Regions from separate parts of the Muntiacus reevesi genome. Here region 2 is linked to region 1. Evidence: chromatin contacts called from public Hi-C data. All regions are on one chromosome and are shown on one strand. The core of a region is the stretch at or near the end of the contact, and the rest is flanking DNA. Distances in the headings are between cores, read along the strand shown. Region 1 holds the start of SMIM10L3 (small integral membrane protein 10 like 3). Region 2 holds the start of PMS2 (PMS1 homolog 2, mismatch repair system component).

Region 1 (6,810 bases), core at 2,614-5,113:
CCTCCTGGGAGCAGGGCCAGGTCAGGCGAGGGCTGGGCATGGGAAGCTTCTCAGCCTGTGTAGCTGGGCTCAGATTTGGAGCCGGAGCAGTGAGTAGAGGCTTCCGGGGACTAAGGCTTGCCTGGGGTCCCCAGGTTCAGGCAAGGAGATTCTGCCTGTGAGAGACGAGCAGTCACTCACCCTCCAGGCCCACAAGTGTCCCTGGGACAGGACGGGGGCAGACGGAAGGAGCCGTGAGTCTCAGGGAGAGAAGGTGGCCCGGATGGGTCTGTCAGGGCCTGGAAGCAGGGAGACGCCATGTCCGCACCATGCAGGGCTGGGATGGAAAGGGGAGCCTGGCCACTAGGGCCCCTCCTCCGGGTGTCCCACGGGGCCACAAGGTTCAAGTCACAGGCTGAGGCTCGGGGCTCAGAGGTCACTGTAACCATGCCTCAGGTCCTCACCATGGTCGGTGGCCTGGCTGCCCACAAACACGTTCCAACTGCCCATCTTTTCCTGGGCTTACTTGCCACTGGTGTATCTTCTTTGGAGAAATGTCTATCAAGCCCTCTGCCCATGTTTGAATTGGGCTGTTGTTGCTGAGCTGTAAGAGCTCTTCACGTGTTTTGAACACTAATCCTTGTCAGATATCCAGTTTGTAAATACAGGCGACCCTTGAACAAGGCAGGGGCTGGGCTGTCGACAGTCCACAATCGAAAATCCTCACACAGTTCTCAGGCAGCCCTCCCCCAAAGTACCTAGTGACCGCCTTGTCTGTGCCTCCCCACCCCAACTCACACCCGAAATGGCCAAATAAGCCCCGCGCTCCACAGCCAGAGTGTTCAGCTTCCACGGTTCTCTAAAGCTGCACTGCCTGTGGACCGGGCATCACGTGAGGCTCTCTGTTCTGCCGGCACCACGTGTCCCAGAGCCAACCCCACACCTCACACAGTGCGCTCACCCTCAATCATGACAGTGCAAACTCCTCGTTAGGAAATCTGTATCTCAGCAACCTTTCCAGAGCTTCCCCTACTGGCCTACAAACAACTGGGAGATCTGGAAACCCTCATCAACGGAACAGGAATGGAGTCCTTCACGCCTTATTGACATGAGACAAGCCTCAGCACTCTTGCAGTGACGACAGCAGCTGCAAGACCAGATTGATTTGCTGATCCCAAAAGACCCTTCTGAAAGGAGAACCCAGGAGTGAAAGCGTCTTGGCATTCTAAGAGCCAGCGAGGAGTGCTCAAGGCGGCCAGAACAGCAAGTGCAAATGCCCAGGGGCAGGGAGAGGCTTGGTGCCTGCAGAGAGGAGATACGCAAGCAAGCAAGAGCAAGACACGCAGAGAGCAAGCAAGGAAAACGAGCCAGGGAGAGGTCAGAAAGGTGGACAGAGGTCAAATCTACAGGACAGAAACACGTGAACTGCATTCCACACGCAGTGGCAAGCAGTTTGGGTTTCTTCTTTTTTTGTAAGGAATGACACAATCTGATTTATATTTTTAAAAGACGTCTCCAAGGGCCCTGGGGAGAACAGATGGAGGCACCTTGGCAGCTTGGACTAGAGAGTGGTCAAAAGTAACTAAGTGGACATGATCAGAAAGGTGAGTTTTTTATGGTACACAACTGGCTATTTTCAACATTATGTTGATTTTCTCTTACTTGTGACTTTACATGCTAAGTGTGTGCTAAGTCACTTCAGTTGTGTCCAACTCTTTGTGACCCTATGTTTTGTAGCCTTCCAGGCAAGAATACTGGAGGGGGTTGCCATTTCCTCCTCCAAGGGACCTTCCCGACCCAGGGACAGAACCCTCATTTCTTAATGTCTCCTGCATTGGCAGGCAGGTTCTTTACCATTTAGTGCCACCTGGGAAGCCTGCAAATTATACAAATAATTCCGGAACAAAAGTTTCCAAAGTGGAGCTTGAGGGTCAGATATAGCCTCCTGACACATTCTGCTTTGCCCACAAAGGTTATCTTTTGTTGCACTGATATTTAAAAATTAGGATTTCCACTTTCTCTTGGAAATGGCTGCCTGTAGCACACAGCAGTTGGCTGGTGACAACAGGCTGGAGCACAGGCTTTCTGGCTTATTTCTATTCCCACTCCCAGCACCTTCCTTGCTCATTGAGATAATCTACCTGAGTTTCTGACTCTTTTGGCACCACTTAAGGATGCCACAAGCCCCTGTTCACACAAAAGAATCTCAATTTGGACCCTGAAATAGAGAGGCCGGTTCATCCCAACTAACCTTAACTCAATTTTGATCAATAGGTGGTTTTATGTCACCAGTGAGAGGCTTTGAGACAATTATATTCTGATACCACATGCCAATGCAATAGACATAGAGACTTTCAGTCCCTGGGTAGGGAAGATTCCCTGGAAGAGGTTAAGGCAACCCACTCCAGTATTCTTGCCTGGAGAACCCCATGCACAGAGGAGCCTGGTGGGCTACAGTCCATGAGGTCCCAAAGAGTCAGACACGACTGAAGTGACTTAGCTAGCACACACGCACAGTCAAACCACAGGGAAAAAAAAAAGAGAACTCCTGCCCCGCCCATGTCAATACTGCATAGTCCTGTTCAGGCTTCCCCTAAGTACTGTCAGACCGTCAGCTCTTGGAGAACAGGGACCTGTCCATCATAGAGCCCTAGGGTGCACACAACAGACCCTCCCCCATGTGTAAACGGAACCCAAGAGATGCTCAGCACTTGGCCATCTATGACACATTCAGGAAGAAATAATTCTCAATCTGACGGTTTTCCACGCCGCCAGAAAAAGGCATCTGGAATTTGAGGGAGGTAGAAACGTCAATCCCTGATAGCAAAGATGATCTCCAGGGTGCTGGGTGTGTGTGGGTGTGTGTACTACTTCACATCTGAAGTTTCAGGCCTCTGAACCTTTGCCTCTCTACGTCTTTACACCTCGTTTTTCCTCATGACCACCCCCACTCCTTTCACCACCATCACCCTCCACCCCGGGCCAGGATAATAAACATGATACCTCCATCAGAATATCGATTAACATTAATTAATTTACTTTAACTTTGGATCGCTTCAAAGCATAAAGTTTGGGAACTAGAAAAGTCAACCGTAAACGCACTCCCCGCCCCCGCACCCCTAATCAGTCATTTTCACAATTTCCTCTTCAGGGCCAGGGCCTTTAGAGCCCGTGAGCCCGCTGCAGGACCTTACTCGAGGCCTGCCGCTCCACGCCCCCACCCCACCCCGCCTCTTCTGCGAAAACAGAGTCAACAATGACCTCTGCGGGGATTTTCTCCCGCGTGGCTGCGGGAGAAAGGCACGGTGCTGAGCCATACATTCGGCATCCAGCCTGGCAGGTCCCGGCGGCATCTTCACAGCCTGGGCGAGGGTGGACCGGGCGGCGCGGGGCGGACGGGCGCTCGGGGACGATCCGGGGGGCCGGGGGGAGACAGGGGGTCGGGCGGGCGCGCCTCACCCACCTGCAGACGGACGTTGAGCATCATGGAAGCCACGATGTAGAGGTAGGGGAAGTTGATGCGCAAGCGCCAGGCCAGGTCGAAGAAGATGAGCAGCGTGCGGGTCAGCCCCTTGCAGAAGACCCCATAAGAGCGGGCGGCGGCCGAGCGCGAGAGCCGGACAGCCAGGCCCGACAGAGCCGCCGCCATATAGACCGGCGCTCGCCGCCGCCGCCGCCCGCCCGCAGCGCACCGACCGGCCGCTGGACCCGGGCCGCCGGGCGCGCCGAAGCCCGGCCGCCCGCCCTCTCGGCGCCGCGACGCCCCCGAACCTCCGCCCCGGCCGCTGGCCCGCGCTGAGGGAGCGAAGGAGGCGGCGGCGAGGCGGGCTGGCGGGCGGGCGGGCTGGCCGCGGGGAGGGGAGTCGGCGCGTCACTCTGTCGGGAAGCGCCTCAGCGAGCCGGCGCCGGGTCCCAGCCCGGCTGCGCAACCTGACGTCACAATGCCGGCGCCCAGCCGGCGTCAATGGCCCCGCCCCCAGGCCCTGCCCCGGCCCCGCCCCCGTTCACCTTGCCCCAGGTGAGAGGCGCATGCGTGGGCTAGGTGGCGCGAAGAGGCCGGCTGATGCGCTGTGTTCTTCCGCCCCCTAGTGGTAATCTAGAAAATAAAAACACGGCGATGTTGAGCAGTGGGTTTAGGGTGAATGGGCTTAGCGCTGCCGAACTTCCAAGTTATTAAAATAGTAGTTTTATTTTATGCTTGTCTTACCGCAGTGAAAAAAAGAAACAGAATGGCTTCTTGGGGCCAACAGGGAGAACTTACTCCTTAGGTAAATTACGGTGTCAACTCATATATTGATAGTTTAATCTTTTAATAATCATATTAGTTACGAAGCCTCTAATATAAAAGGGTTGCCCTGGTGGATCAGACGGTAAAGTATCTGCCTGCAGCGCAGGAGACCCGGGTTGGATCCCTGCGTCCGAAAGATCCCCTGGAGGAGGGCATGGCAACCCTCTCCAGTATTCTTGCCTGGAGAATTTCACAGACTGAGGAGCCTGGCGGGCTACAGTCCATGGGGTCGCAAAGAGTCGTTCTGAGGTTTTGAGGGGATTTTTTTTGACAGTGAGGTTTTACATTCCTACTTAAGCATATCAGTTCAGTTCGGTCGCTCAGCCGTGTCCGACTCTGCGACCCCATGAATCGCAGCACGCCAGGCCTCCCTGTCCATCACCAACTCCCGGAGTTTACTCAAACTCATGCCCATCGAGTCCGTGATGCCATCCAACCATCTCATCCCCTCCTCCTCCTGCCCCCAATCCCTCCCAGCATATAGGTTTCTATTAAACATTTGTAGGGCTTTGAAGGTAAATACCTTCTCATATCAAACAGTATTTCATGTCATTACTTATGTCCACCCAAGAGATAGTCTGGGAATTTGGTATAGGTGGGAAAAACTGTTTAATTGGTTAAATGAAAAACAAGTCTTAAGTCCTTTAAGAAAGCCACAGTAGAAAATGACAGTGTAAGAATGGATTTAAATGTATTTTAATTTAAAGCTCCTTTGCATAAACCTTTGGAAACGCCTCATAGAGTAACTATGTAGTTTCCTTTACTCATAGAACTACCTGTTAGATATGTGGGAAAGAACTACAAGACATAGCTGCCAATTAAACTATGAAAAACCTAATGATTTTTTTTTATCTTGGGTATTGGCATATCCCAATGATCTCTGTCAAGTTTTAGGGTGTGATAACTTAGGAATTAATATGATTTGAACTTGATAAGCTTTTAGAGAACTAGACATCCCATCTCCTGACCCTAAACAGGATCCTATAGTGAACTGCTTGAGGAAATTGGATCTTAAAGATTACAGGTGGCAAACTTTGAAGTGCACTCCACCGAAGATCAAAGAGGCCCAACTAAAACGGCTGTGGCATCACAGCTGTGGATTGAGCAGAACTTTTTGTAAGGGCTGCCTTGAAGATGACAACTTTGGAGGAGCTATGGTGACTGGCAGTGGAAAGCATCAGGACGTGTGAAAATCCTTAAAAATTTATTGACTTAAATAACTTTGCCTATGTTATGAATAAAGAGAAACCTTTGTGCAGAAAAATAAATAAATAAATAAATAAAGCTCCTTTGCTCCAGAATAGATTTGTAGTAATCATTTTTAAAAAATCATTTAAAGGAACTCCCCTGAGGTCGGGCGGCCCGCGGGCCGGGGTCCCATGCTTCCACTGCAAGAGACACAAGGCCTGTCCCTGGTCAGGGAACTGAGATCCTGCATGCAGAGCCACACATCAAAAAAAAAAAAAAAGAAATTCTGTACTCTGAAATGAATCTATATTCAAAATATTTTTTAAACCTGAATTTTTTTCAACTGTAATTCAAAGGGGAAAATTATAAACTACATAAGACGTGTCTAGTAGTGTCATTTTAACTATTCTTTAGCATTATCATTTTTCTTTATGTGTCTACTGTTTTAAAAAGAATTGTACTTTTTGATGTTCCATTATACTATTTTCACTGTCCATTATGTTTTGGGACAAGAAATAGATATTTGAAGGATTTTAGCTTTTGACTAGCTATATTATTTTGAAAACAATGTTTTCTCAAAGGATTTGCACGAACCTTTCATTTCCCTTATTTTTGCAGCATAGCGTTTTGCCACATTTGTCATTGACTTTAAAAAGCTCACTTCCCTTTTTTTTTGTGAGCAGTGTTTTCCTTTTGGTGCACAGTGGGTGCTGTCTTTGAAGATGACAGAATACATACTGCTGAATTATGGTCGTTTTTCAAAACATCGTCTCCCAGAAGCAAAATTAACACTTCTTTATACAGTGTTTTAGGAAAACTAAAATTTAAAGGCTAGGGTCTTTCATGGAAAATTTGCCAAAGACTCAAAACCAATCCAACAATGTGAAAACAGGGTTGGAGATTAGCTAAATTTATTTCTGGGCCTGTAAAGATTTTCTGGGGTGGAGAACTGGCAATCCTGTTTATTAAAACTATGTTGAAGGACCAGATGGGCTTGGGGGCTGTGAAGGATATATATATCTCCTCCCTGGTTACTCATTCTTTGTCTCCAAATGCCATTGAGGCAATGAGGCGTTTTAAACAAGCTATTTGGTTGCCATAAACAATGGCAAACAAAATTATCATAAAGCTTAACTGAGCAAGGTAAGAAGCTTGTTGTAATTAGACAGAAGGAGAGGTCAAAGAGAAGACACCAGGAGCACCAATGAGATTTAAGGTTTGCTCTATATCAACGTTAACTAGTTCTGTGCTACAAAGCAGGTTGGTAAATTAGTTTAGCCTCATGACAACATTTTAACTCAAGTCTGAATTTTCTGGCATCTCTGGGAAAGACATCCTGCTAATTATAATTTGAG
Region 2 (6,812 bases), core at 4,292-6,791, 210 kb before region 1:
TTCCATGGATACAGAAACCTGGCAAGCTATAGCTCATGGGGTCACAAAAGAGTCAGATACAACTTAGCAACTAAACAACAACTTACATACATGTGATTACATACATACATATTTACACATACACATATATACATATATAGACAATTTCTAACTGTTTTTTAAACACAACAGTTATATAATATGCAGCTATTTCATTTTCATTCCAATTCATAAAAGTTATACTGATTCACTTTTCAGGAAACCAAGAAAAATTATCTTCTTGATAAATACGGAGAAGATCAGAAAATAGTCTTAAAAGACTCATTTCCCATACTAGAAAACCTTCTAAAACACAATTTGATGATTCTTTCCAAGGAAAGAAAAGGATAAATCATCCAAAAGTTGGGTCTTTTAGGGAAAGAGATGAACTAAGCACCTCTCCAAATATTAAAAGATTAAAGGAAGAGAATGAAGAGATGTGCAAACCAACCTGATTGAACTACGTTTGGTCACTACACTCTCCAGCCTCTCGCAAGTCGGGATTCTAGATTTATTGCACTTTTTTTTTTTTTGGCTGCTCTGGGTCTTAGTTACAAGCATGCGGGATCTTCAGCGTGGCATGCAGGATCTTTTAGCTGCAGTGTGTGATCTCTTAGCTGCAGCATGCGGGATCTAGTTTCCTGACCAGGGATCAAGCCTGGGCGCCCCCCCTTCCCAGGCGCTGGGGGCGCAGCATCCCAGCCCCTGGACCGTCCCTTACTGTACCTTCTTAATATTTCTTTGAAACTCCTTATGGCGCACAGGAAGCGTATAAAATAGCTGCTGCACGCTGACCGTCGTCCCCCTGGGTCGTGGGTAGGCGGTTTTCTGGAGGATTTTTCCATTGTGATCAAACACCAATCGAGTCCCAACCTTCACAGACGTGTGGCAGGTAGAAATAGTCACATCGCTGTAAGAAAAAGTCAGCACAGCACGGTCAGCTAAAGACGCCCAGGTGGTGGATGTCACCTGCTCGTTTTCTCACTTCCGTTCTCTCAAAACTCTCCTAAAAAAGATGTTGATCCTTCCGAGATCATCAAGAGAGATTAAAGAGGTGAGGAATCGTCATAAAATCTAAAGCTTGGGCCCCAGTAGATAGTGAGGGAGTTCTGTAACTATTTCGTTTTGATAAAAGCTTTGATACTTGCTTTAGTTAAACTGCAAAATGAAAGATCGTAAAACTTCTGAATTCACCAATAAAGATTCATTTCTGTTTAGTTATCACACTACTACTCTAACAAAATCTTAGAAGATGTGTGCAGTTAAGTAAGTGTTTAGCAAGTTTTTTCCTCAACATCAAAATAAATTAAAATCAGTAGTACATGGCATCTATATTTATCTATATGTTACTTTTTAAAATTAATTTATTTATTTGGTGGCACCAGGTCATAGCTGCAGCACTCGGGATCTTTGATCGTTCATTGCAGCAGGTGGGATATTTAGTTGAGTGATGTGAGATCTCGTTCCCTGACCAGAAATGGAACCCAGTTCCAACCACTAGACCACCAAGGAAGTCCCTATGTGATAAGTCGCTCGGTTGTGTCCGACTCTTTGCAATCCCATGGACTATACAGTCTATGGAATTCTCCAAGCCAGAATACTGGAGTGGGTAGCCTATCCCTTCTCCAAGGGATCTTCCCAAACCAGGGGTCGATCTCTGGTCTCCTGTGTCGCAGGAGGATTCTTTACCAGCTGAGCCAGAAGGGAAGCCCAAGAATACTGGAGTGGGTAGCCTATCCCTTCTCCAGTGGATCTTCCCCACCCAGGAATCGAACTGGAGTCTCCTGCATTGCAGGTGCAATTCTTTACCAACTGAACTATCAGGGAAGCCTAGCTATGTTACTTTTAAATTGAGAAGTTTCTGCTTTAATAAGGATAACAATTGTTTTATAATATTAGACACTATTTGCTTCATTTCATTCATCCATTGCTTACATTTCAGAAATATTACCACTTATATTGACAGTATGATAGAACAGAGAAGCTAGAAGTTGAGAATATTCATATGGAAAAGTATAAAAAAAAAGATTCTAATCAGACTTCTAAATTTTCAGAGAGATTTTTAGAAGGGGTCAAGTTAGAGGATAAAAACATTGCATCACCTCAGTGCACAGAGTGAGCTCAGAGCTTCCCCTCGAAAGCCAAAAGTTTCAACCTGAGTGAGGTCAGCAAACTCCTGAATCTTCGAAGTGTGATGTTTCAGAGCTGAGAGAGAGGTGAAGAGTCTAAGTCCAAGATATCGCAAACGACAGAGCAATGAACACACAGAGTACGCACCCAAGTGACTGGTTTTAAAAGCTGTTTTTGTGTTTCCTAAGATGGTGTTACCCCAAATTCTCAAATATTGGGCCCAAATATTTTAAAATAGGATTAGCAAAATACTACTTACTTAAGCCTTCAAAATTTTCTTCTTCGACCCCACATCCGTTGTCTGAAACTTCGATGAGCTCCACTCCATAGTCTTTAAGCCTGAGATCTAAAAAGGTTAAAGTACTGACTTCTCATATTGATCAACATGAAAAGACTTTAGAGTGAAAGACAATAGTTATAACTTACAAAATGCAACTCTGAGTCCTAACTATATTTATTTAAATACACTACTGTCATCTTGTGTATTTTATTCTTTAAAGTCTTTCTTGGCTATTTACTAGCCCCGATAAAGTAGTTTCATTTCTATTTTTTTCATTCCTCTTTCCTTCAAGACGATAATTTTAACACAGCCTTCAAGAGAAGAGGTTCTGGAATCAGACTCCCAGGGGTCAGATTTACTAGCTAAAGCTGAAAAAAGACAAATTCTTTGTGCCTTAATTTCCTCATTTGTAAAATGGAGATAATAATTATTGCAATAGCAATTTCTAATCTCATAAGATTACTCTGCAGACTAAATGTTACCTACACAGTTCTTAGCACAATGCCTGCCTGGCACATAGTAAGAACACAATAAAAGTTAACTGCTATTATTATGATTACTACCTAGCCAAGTACTAGGCACATAACAGGTGCTAAATTTACATTTTAAAAAATAACAATTTCTCAGCATATCAATGATTATCTTGCTACAGTCTTATTTTTTATGCTTAAAAAATAATTTCACAGCATATCAATGATCATCTTACTGTTTCTTGAATAAAATAGCATAATCTGATTATTTCTTGTGGTTTAAAACTCTCCCAAACTTACCAATACTAGTTGCACCGGCATCCACACTATTTTCTACCAACTCTTTCACAGCAGTGCTTAGACCAAGTACCACTTGCCCAGAACAAATCTGATGGACTGACTTCCGATCGATAGGTTTGATGGCCTTAGCAAGTTCTGAACTAAAGAAACCAGTTACAAGAGACAAAGCAAGTAGGCAATTATGTATTTTCATCCTGGTTTGAACTGTCGAAACAATTCATCTCTGTTAACAGCTGACTGGTCTAATCCATCCATTACATTAATATATCCAATAATTATATTCATAAATATAAATGTTGGTCTACAATCCTTAAACATGTCAAAAATCTTCTGAATGGATACTTCAAGTAAAATAGATATTTAAAATCTAATTATACTGGGATCTACTTGGGGGAGACACATGTCCCCCCGCAAGCTGTGGGTCAATAAACACTTACAATAGGACCTTCTTTCTTAAAAACTGAAAGCAACATTTCCCCACAATTTGAAAAATCAAAAGTTTGCTGGGAAATCCAGTGTTCATGTCAAAATCAAAACCATCTCAGAAATCAGGTACCAGTTGGATAACTATTCCTATGGCTGCCTTCAAATACCCACTCCAGGGGCGTCCCTGGTGGTCCAGCGGTTAAGGATCCACCTTGCAATAGGGGACATAGGTTCAATTCCTGGTTGGGGAACTAAGATCCCACATCCCACAGAGCAATTAAGCCTGAGAGCTGTAACTAGAGAGTCTGTATGCCCAACAAAAGATCGGCCTGCCACGAAGACCAAAGGGAGCCAAAAAAAAAAAAAAAATCCCCACTCTGAATCCAGGCTGCCAGTTCCTGTCTTGGCAAAGGCCCTCAAATTCCTGACTCTACCTCCTTTCAGAATTTTCCAAAGGGTTTGTCTCTGTTTTCTCTCTACTTCAATTAATCCCCCATGATACCACCAGAGTTACTTTAGAAACCACAAAACTGGTCAAATAATTTTACTTTTTCAAGAACTTACTAGAACTGCACTGTCTACTAGGTGTGTGTGCTGTCATGTCTCACTCTGCGACCCCATGGGCTGTAGCCCGCCAGGCTCCTCTCTCCAAGAATTATCCAGGCACAAATATTGGGTTGCCATTTCCTCCCACAGGGGATCCTCCTCACCCAGGGATCAAACCCACATCTCTTAGGCCTCCTCCACTGGCAGGTAGATTTTTTTTTTTTTACCACTACTTGTCACCTGGACATAGCATATCCTCAAAAGTGAAAGTCACTCAGTCCATCTCTTTGCAACCCCATGGACTGTAGTCCATGGAATTCTCCAAGCCAGTAGACTTTCCATTCTCCAGGGGATCTTCCTGATCCAGGAATCGAACCCAGGTCACCCTCATTGCAGTCGGATTCTTTAACCGCTGAGCCATCAAGGAAGCCCAAGAATACTGGAGTGGGTAGCCTATCCCTTCTCCAGGGGGGAATCTCCCCGACCCAGGAATCAAACCCGGGTCTCCTGCATTACAGGCAGCCTCTTTAGCAACTGAGCCATCAGGGAAACCCATATCCTCGGTAGACCCCTATTAAAAAAAAAAAGAAAACAATTCTTCCTCTTCATTTTACCTTGCAAAAAATTCTACTCAAGTTTGTCTTAAATGTAAAAACTGCAGACGAGATCACATAAAATGGAAAAAAGTACCTCTAAAAATAAGTTGTTTAGCAGGACATCCTATACGGGCCCAGCCTTGACATTTGGAGAGGTGGAGATACAACATTTAAACAAACACAGAGAATCTGGGTTCACGAATCTGACAACTGTGCAACAATGCTACCCGAAGATCTGCTAACCCAGAATTCGCTGTCTCTGCGGGTAACCGTATACTCAAGGAGATACAGAAGCACTGCGTCCTTTAAAACTGTGCGGCTATGCAAATTAGCATGTGTCTTGAAGCCGCCCCTAAAACAACCCTCAATTTAAAAAGAGAGAAAGCGCGCGCAACCAGGTAAAAAGGAAAAGAATTCTGTCTACTGGGATTTCAAGCTCCAGGTTCAGGCCCGCGGATGAGTAGCAGCGTCCGGACAGGGGGCGGAAATCCCCGCGGACCCCGACCTCAAAGTGAACCCACAGGGCGGCAGGTGTGGGGCGCACTGAGGAGCCCGCTCCGGGGTCTCCCAGTCGCCGGCTCGGTCTGCGCAGCGGTCACTTTCCTCTCCGTTCCAGGGGCTGGAACGCCGTGGGCGTTACCTAGGGCGACCGCGAGAGAACGCTACAAGCTCGGCTCACCTCGGCCCGTCTGCTCGCTCCATGGATGCAGAGCCTGAGGCGGCACTCGAAGCTGTTCGCTCTGCCGCTCCCACAGGCGCCCCACCACCGGGCCGCCCATTGGCTACTTCCCACACAGTGCCCCACCCACTTCCGGATAAAGCCGCGAACGCTTCCCACAGCTTCTTCTCGCTGATTGGTGGTGTCAAAGGTCGAGTCCGTTACGTCGAGAGAGCAGGGGCCAATTAGAGCACAGGAACTGCGCTTTCCCGAAAGCCCGCAGTCCGGTCGGAAAGGAGGTGGCAGCAGACTGTCGTAGACTTGGACGGTTTGTGAGCGTTCGTGTCTCTCACCTGCCACCTTCTCTCCTTTGCTTCCCAGGATGCCGATGTATCAGGTAAAGCCATATCACGAGGGCAGCGGATCTCTCCGCGTAGAGCTTCCCACCTGCATGTACCGGCTCCCCAACGTGCACGGCAGGACCGGCAGCCCGGCGCCGTCCGCCGACCACGTGCAGGTAGGAACGCGCGGCCCTTGCCCCGCCCCCCACCACCATTTCAGTGCGCAGGCGCCAAGACCCCGTCCCACAGCCTGCCGGCCCAGTGCGCAGGCGCCAAGGCCCCCGTCCCACCGCCTTGGCTGTCCAGTGCGCAGGCGCCTTGGCTGTCCAGTGCGCAGGCGCCCTGGCTCACCGCGTCGCCGACCCGCCGCCTTCTTGCTCAGTGCACAGGCGCTGCAGCGCTGGTTGGCAGAATTTGGGGTCTACGCACCAAGTCGGGACCGTGCGACCTGAACTGTGTCGAACCAAAACCGTGGCGACTAGACCCGATCGCCTATCCCCACCCCAGCCTCACGCGCCCTCCGGCCTCCGAGTGACCATAATGTTTACCCATTGGAACATCTATCACGTCTTTTTTTTTTTCCCCTCCGCTTAAGACTGCTTAAACTTTTATTACCAAATTCTACCCACTGAAAAGTGAGGAATACGTCAGTGGCGAGTTGTAGGGAATCGTAAAGCGAATCCCAGGGTCACCCATTCAGGGTAACACGTTGTCAGCGCCCCCACTTAAAACTCGTGCGCGGTCATTGTGTCCTGCGTTTCTCTCTTACTTTGTCCCCTGAGTGTGCGTCCCTGGACAGTGGGGTCTTGGTGTCAGTGGGAGCCTGCAGTGCGTGCCCTGCGGTGTCTGACTGCCCCTTCTAAACGTGATTGGAAGAATCGCTTTGCTGCATGAGAAAGCTTCGCTTTCATCCTCTGGCTTACTGCTCCTTGACGTAACTGTGCCGCCACGTCTTTATCCATCCCACTGCCCACGGGCGTCCGCTGGTTTTCTATTTTAGGCCGTTATGAACAGTTCTGCAGTGAATATTCTTGGACAAGAGCAGGC

Evidence for each region. Hi-C and Micro-C count contacts between places; a contact is called where the count stands out from the background.
Region 2: a contact with region 1 is called in a Hi-C map of muscle, with 6 times the contacts expected there. The contact joins the promoter of PMS2 here to the promoter of SMIM10L3 in region 1. A contact is called at or near these places in 2 of 3 Hi-C or Micro-C datasets (blood and muscle).

The regions. Positions count from the first base shown.
Region 1 is chr2:177,475,137-177,481,946 of mMunRee1.1, reverse strand. It overlaps SMIM10L3 (small integral membrane protein 10 like 3), which reads right to left and starts at 3,863. Exons shown (of 2, transcript XM_065923766.1): 1 at 3,443-3,863. The coding sequence starts at 3,628. It also overlaps the pseudogene LOC136162283.
Region 2 is chr2:177,687,788-177,694,599 of mMunRee1.1, reverse strand. PMS2 (PMS1 homolog 2, mismatch repair system component) reads right to left here and starts at 5,541. Exons shown (of 15, transcript XM_065923784.1): 1 at 5,446-5,541; 2 at 3,199-3,338; 3 at 2,408-2,494; 4 at 2,121-2,223; 5 at 745-928. The coding sequence starts at 5,468. AIMP2 (aminoacyl tRNA synthetase complex interacting multifunctional protein 2) reads left to right here and starts at 5,671. Exons shown (of 4, transcript XM_065923782.1): 1 at 5,671-5,941. The coding sequence starts at 5,807.